2 separate regions of the Mus musculus genome follow, and region 1 is linked to region 2. The links are chromatin contacts, called in public Hi-C maps. All regions are on one chromosome and are shown on one strand. Each heading gives the region's core, a stretch centred on a gene start, on an enhancer-like site or on the middle of the called end of the contact. The rest is flanking DNA. Distances are from core to core; before and after follow the strand shown. Region 1 has its middle 84 kb from the start of Gm30790. Region 2 overlaps Gm30507 (a long non-coding RNA gene).

Evidence for each region. A called contact is a pair of places that touch in the nucleus more often than the background predicts.
Region 1: a Hi-C map of uterus shows a contact between it and region 2. The contact joins two enhancer-like sites. A contact is called at or near these places in 8 of 484 Hi-C or Micro-C datasets (the G1E-ER4 cell line, the P5424 cell line, embryonic stem cells and 2 more) and 1 of 9 other capture datasets (embryonic stem cells).

What each region holds. Positions count from the first base shown.
Region 1 is chr16:76,693,646-76,696,794 of GRCm38.p6, reverse strand. No RefSeq gene overlaps it. Among named protein-coding and RNA genes, the nearest start is that of Gm30790, 84 kb to the left of the region's middle. Within about 2 kb of position 1,669, at least 42 of the 459 cell types and tissues checked have an H3K27ac peak or open chromatin away from gene starts, as enhancers often do. A contact at or near this core is called in uterus, where this site is marked.
Region 2 is chr16:76,201,031-76,204,073 of GRCm38.p6, reverse strand. The region is part of intron 2 of Gm30507 (a long non-coding RNA gene); the gene reads left to right. Among named protein-coding and RNA genes, the nearest start is that of Gm30507, 47 kb to the left of the region's middle. Within about 2 kb of position 1,688, at least 58 of the 459 cell types and tissues checked have an H3K27ac peak or open chromatin away from gene starts, as enhancers often do. A contact at or near this core is called in uterus, where this site is marked.

The DNA.
Region 1 (3,149 bases), core at 420-2,919, 490 kb before region 2:
CCATCTGCTTTCGTTAGCAGAACTATGGTCATGCGGACGTGGCTTCACCAGCAAGAGAGAAGCCCTACTGTCGGGCCAGCTCTTCTGTTTTTGGAACTTCCTCGTGGTTATGGTAATCTGACCCATTCTTTAACTTCACCTTTGGTAAAAACAGGCTCACCTTAAGTTAACCAATCTTAAGAGCACATTGTAAAAATTAATTGTTATGTGAGGGATTGAACTTAATTTAAAAAATGCGGAGTAGGAAGTGGGTCATATTTTGTTACCTAAATTTTAATAAAGAATTATGTCACAAGAAGAAGAGCTGATAGATCAGTTAGTCCATTCAGAAGGCTTCTGCTAAAAAACAAACAAATAAATAAGACCTCAATCCAAATGCATAAGAGAATTCCATGAGACAGTGCTCCCAAAGATCCAAGATCCCATGCCCAGAAGTTCTCATTCAGTGGCGGTAAGAGTGGAGCGTTTCCTGACACTACTGTGTTTTGAAATCAGTTTGGATGACTATAAAGTGTAAAAAGGATTGAGACACAGTCTTCTTTAACCTGTCCTGACTGCTTAGTCACCTGAGGAGCCTATACAAACCCCAATGTCTGCATATATCTTCCCAAACGTTCTGATTTGAGGGATGGCCAGTTGAACCTATGAACACTTACCAGATGATTGCTAGTTAGAGACAGATTGAGAAGCCATGAGCTGGGCACTGAGGGGCCAAATACCAGGTCCTCAGTGAAATAATTAATGCAGAGGTGGGTGATCCATAGCCCCAAAGACAGTTCCAGGGTGTTAGTGTGATCTGAGAGTATTTACATCCACCAAGTTTGTAAGTTAGGCTCCTGATGGTTCCCAGGTAGTGATGTTGAGAACCTCTGACTCAAACAAAAATATTTTTGAAGTGGATTACTCTCCTTGTTATCTCCATGTACCGTAACCTCAGCTTAATACACTCAATATTCTTCCTCAGCAACATCATAACATGCACATTTTTGTTATTTAGTTATGAGGACTAGTGAGTCCACACTAATGCTACTAGTTAAAAGTTAACTCCTTCACTCTCCACCCTACTCTCCATTTTATTTTTCTTTTTGGTAATTTCAGTTCCTGAGAAATTTGAAAAAAAATTGCTAAGGATTCTTAATTTGATCCTATGCAAACAAGAGTTAAGGTCCTCTGAACTACAGTAAGTGATTATTAAAAATTATATAAGCAGAAAGGACTAGGAGGAACTTAGAAAATGCCATTGTATAAATCATAATAAAAAAGAAAGTTAAGGTCGTGTTGACCCACAGTGTTAAGGGAACACTGTCTACTAAACACAAAAGGAAACAAATTGTCCCATTTCGTTTGTCCAGTGGTTGCAAATGAAAGAGGATATTTTGAGGAACGGGATTAATAAAATAGTAAAATAAATAGAAATAAAAGCTGGTAATTAAAGATGTAATGTAATTCAAACCCGGGCTAAACAATGGTACTTCTTGCTTGATTCTACTTCTTCTTAATCACAGAAATAACACACCCTCCAGGCTGTGTTCCCTCTTATTTGTCATCTCATAAAGGAACATAGCCAGTTTGAAAAGCCCAGCCCTCCAAAAGAGGTTCACCTTTTCACCCCAATCTTCGTCGTCGCCTGGCTTAGCCAGAGAACATTGGCAGCTGCACCGACTCCCACATGTCAGGTCTTGGCCACACCACATCCTTTGTCTTTCTCTGTGTCAGGTTCCCTCAACCCTGATCGGCTGTCAATAAGGGAAGTGAGTCAGAGAGGACCCAGGAACAGTGCTGTCAAGCAGAGGGTACATAGAGATCTTTCCCAGAAAGCAGTTAGGTTTGCAGGTTGACTCTCCGTTCACTTAATGGTGTTTTTATCCCCCACTCTCCCACCCCTGCAAATAAAAATACTTTTAGTTATGCATACTCAAACTGAGGTTTGGGGGGGGTGATATTGGAAAGAATATTAACAGAATAAACAGCAAGGCATTTCAAACATAAGTAAAACTTCCATAAGTTTCATTAAATAGATGCAACAATAAAAGGGGAACCTGACAGTTGCACTAAACATTAATAGTTCAAATCTACTGCATTATCATTAAGATATAATAGATGTGGTATTACTCACATTTGTCAGATGCATAAATTGCATTAAGGGGAAGTCCAGTATCAGATAGTCTCATTTTTGTTGGCAATGGGACTAGGATGGGAAGGCCCATATCTCCATTTCTGACTTTAGTCACTTATTCTCTGGAGATAGTATCAGAATATAGAAAGCAGAATATGAAGTACTATTCAGTATTTCAAAATTACTTTTCCAGGCAATTCTTCAAAAAACCTGACATGGAGGTAAAATATATAAAGCATTTGCTAAATGCCAAACAGGAGCCCCTTTGGAAAAGAATATGTCAAGTTTCAATACTCAAGAGCTCAAGCATAGCCCCATCCCCATGACCCGGGAATCCCACTCCTGATTAGGTATTCAAAGAGAAGTAAAAAATATGTACATGCAAAGATGTATATATAGATGTTCTTAATACCCTGGAAGTAAAAACAGTGGAAATGTTAATCAGTGATGGTTGACCAAAGAAAGTCACGTGGTTGTCATGATGGGTTTGATGGAGGATCAAAGTTTAGGAGAGATGCTCTGAGCAGGCTGGGAACTGAGATCTCAGTATTTCACTGACATGAAGTCTTTACATGGAAGGACATAGTCCCTGCACATAAAGAGCATCAGAATTTGTTCGGGGTTGTTAGTACTTTCTTTTCTATCTTCTCATCTGGGTTTTTAGCTGACATCTACCAACTGTACACATTCCTGGGACACTGTGTGGAATACATGCGTTTCATGTATAATGATCAGTTCTGTAGTAAATATAATTGTTAACATTTTTCCACTTCTTTGTGCTTCTTCTAATTTTTCTTTCTCTGGTACTTTCTGAAACATTTGATACATTCTTGAGAACTGTATGTACCCTGTATGAAAATGTACTCATCTTCTCTCACTCTCTTGGTGCTTAGCCAATCTTTCTCTTCCACCACCTCAATAACCTTTTTTAGCTTTAGAGATCACTACCATGCCCTCCGCTCCTGTGAAATCAACTTTTGTGTCTTCCACCTGGGACTGAGAACAAGTACCTTAGACAGCCTATAACAATTGC
Region 2 (3,043 bases), core at 439-2,938:
AGAATCTTGTTGAGACTGTAGTATGGTTGTTTGAAAAAAATACAGTGCAGGGCTTAGTGGTCTTAAGGTATGCAGTAGACTTCCATGGTGAACTACTCTAAGCCAGGCTTCTGAAAACTATAGTGCTCTATTGTCTCGAGGTTCTTTGGAGTTGTTGGAAGCTACAGGCCACCTCTACAATCTGTAGGGTAACTCTTTGTTGCCTTTCCTGATTCTCTTATGGTTCTCCAGAAATTTTTGGTTGCCTTGGTTTGGGAGTGCACAACAATCTGTCTGTACTGTCACATTGTGTCTCTAACATCAGAGACACATTTATGGATAAGAGTACCAGAAATATTGGCGGAAGGGTCAGCCTACTCTAGTATGACCTCATCCTATTACAAATTACATCTGCAATGACTCTACTTCCAAGTAAGGTCATATTTCTGGGGCCCCAGGAGTTGGATTTTAATGCAAATTTTTAAGGAAAGTAGCAATATCATTCAAAAATATTAAATATGTGATGTCCAAGCACTCACTGTGTTTTACATTGAAGAAATGATTAGTGGCTTTGGAGAGCACTGAGATCAAACTCAAAGCAAAGTTCACAGCAGTGGCTTAGTGAGTGTCAAGTGGATAAGGGTCCCTGTGAACAAGAGAAGTGCATAATCCGAAGTCAACAGAACGCTGAGGATTTGAGAGTCTTTGAGAATCCTAGCTGCTCATCAGTGTACAGTGAAGGAGTCTTAAGGCAGCAAGTACATTTTCTTAGTGAAGTAATATAGAATGAAATGCTCTAGTTCACTAAAGTTTATATTTATATGGTTACTAACATAATCATGTGTTTGGTTATGTGCTTCCTGTCAACACAAACTCTTAGACTATTACAGTCAGTTCAAAAACACTTATACTGACGTAAGCTTATTGGGTTATATGAGAGTACATGTATACTCACATGTTTTTCCATACTTTATAGTATTCCCCAAGAGTCAAAACATTGCTCAGTTATAAAACGTAGCCAATTTGTCATAACACAGTGGTCTAGAAAGAGAAGGGCATTCACAGTTTATAATCTGAAAAGACTGCTTTTCCCTCAGAGTCTAGAGAAATCACTGGTTCATTTTTCTATGAGGAAGTCAAAGTTTGTTCAACATTTGGAGTTTCTGACTCTCTGTTTCTCATGCACAGGACCCTGGGTTCAGTTCCCAGAACTAAAGAAACAAAATTGAATCCCCTTTGTTCAAACTTGGCAAGACAAAGTAATTAGCAGTGCTTCCAGGTTGTTTTGTTTCCTAGTGTATCGTATATTTAAATATACTTTATGTGTTGTGGATGTTTTTCAGTGAAAATGGAATGTTTTTATAGGCAATTAGTATTTTCAATTAACTAATTGATATTAAAACTGTGTATAGAAGGTTGTTTGCTTCAGGATAGTATTGGGTTTCAATAATAACTTTTGATTCAGGAAAATTCTATACAAATGTGTTCCTATTTCCTTTTCCTAATCTCTCTTGAGAAAGCAAACACGAGTGAATATGTACTTAGCATTTGTTGGTGGGACGGAAGGACTGCTTGGCTCAACTTTGAACCTGGAGCATTTTTCTTTCTAAATCAATGAGTCTTTCCTGCTGAAAGCTCTACTGGTAGAGAGAGAAGCATTAGAGCCCAGAAGCAGGGGAAACCATCCTTGACAGGTTCAATGTTGCCCCCCTCAGGAGTGTCTATGCAATGGAACGTTGCGATCACCGCCCAAGGGTTTGAAGTGCTGAGGTGCAGTCAAACCTTTGAACTTAGGTTGAAAGAGCAAGTGAACATAAACAACACAGAAATCACTCTTCTCCATCTGAACTGGAGGCCGAAGAAAATGCTCTCTATTTGTGTGTGCAGAGCCAGCCTTGCCCTGAGGGGAAAGATGATTCTTTTGATAGCCTGGGAAGTAGCATTTTCTGTAAGAGAAGTTCTTAGGTTATAGGAACTTTCTGGTGACTCACACTAGCTGGCTTCTTCGGTTGAGCTGGGCAGCCCATAATCTCTTCGGGTTCAGCTTTAGGAAATTGCCCCCTAATGGGCTTTAGGTGACAGGCAGTGTCTGGACGTAGGAAGGGGAATTATTGTAGTTGACCCAGAATGGACATGGGACTTTGGAACCTCCTGGATAACATAGTTGCTTACCTTCTTGTTATCAGCCTGAAAAACTTAATCAAGTGACACACTTTTAGTCCCCTGACTGTCTCATGACCAACGGGAAGATCTTAGGCAAAGCTCAATCCAGGAAGATTGTCATAAAGTTTTCGACTGGACTCTGCCTCAGGAAAAGTTTAGCGTGTCCTGGCTTGCGTTCATAATGCTGACTCTGAGAGCTTAAGGTTTTGCCTTTTTTTTTTTTTTTTTTTGTGCCCTTTGTGGTGTTAGGAAGCAATCACAGGAATGCACACATGGTAGGAGATGTTCCGTCATGCAGGTGTATCCCTAGCCTGAAGGAGTAATGTGTTCTGGAATACAGTAAGTAACGTTCTTAAGCTCACGTACAGAACACCATGTAGCAGATTCATTCCTGTTTTTACAAAGGCTGTGGAATGGAGGAACCATAGACTTGCTAAAGGTTAGTGATGTCAGGAATGAGGAAAGACTTGTTCACGTGGAAGAGAATCTCATCCAAAGCTATGGCAATACTAAAACATTACTGTGGCAGCTCTCTCTTGCACGTCCACGCTTGCCCAAGTTTGCTAGGCAGAAGACCCTGGAGTCCATTTCAGAGGAACGTTTTGTGTTCACAGTGACATGGCTGTCACTCTTACAAAGCATCTGCTTTCTGTGCCATTAATCACACTTCTTTTACAAATATAATTAAATAGAAGTGATGACAAATTGGAGTAATGCTTTTATCTTAATAGTAGGCTTTAAGTATTTGGCTGATGCTATGATGTCTTTGTTAGACACGAGAAAGAGGATTATAATATACAAAGTCATGAAATATTTGTTCTATGCAAAGAAAGGAATCCTCAATCATTTTTATTTACATTCCTGTACAACCTGGGTCAGTCTGCCCCAGGAAATTCTCTTT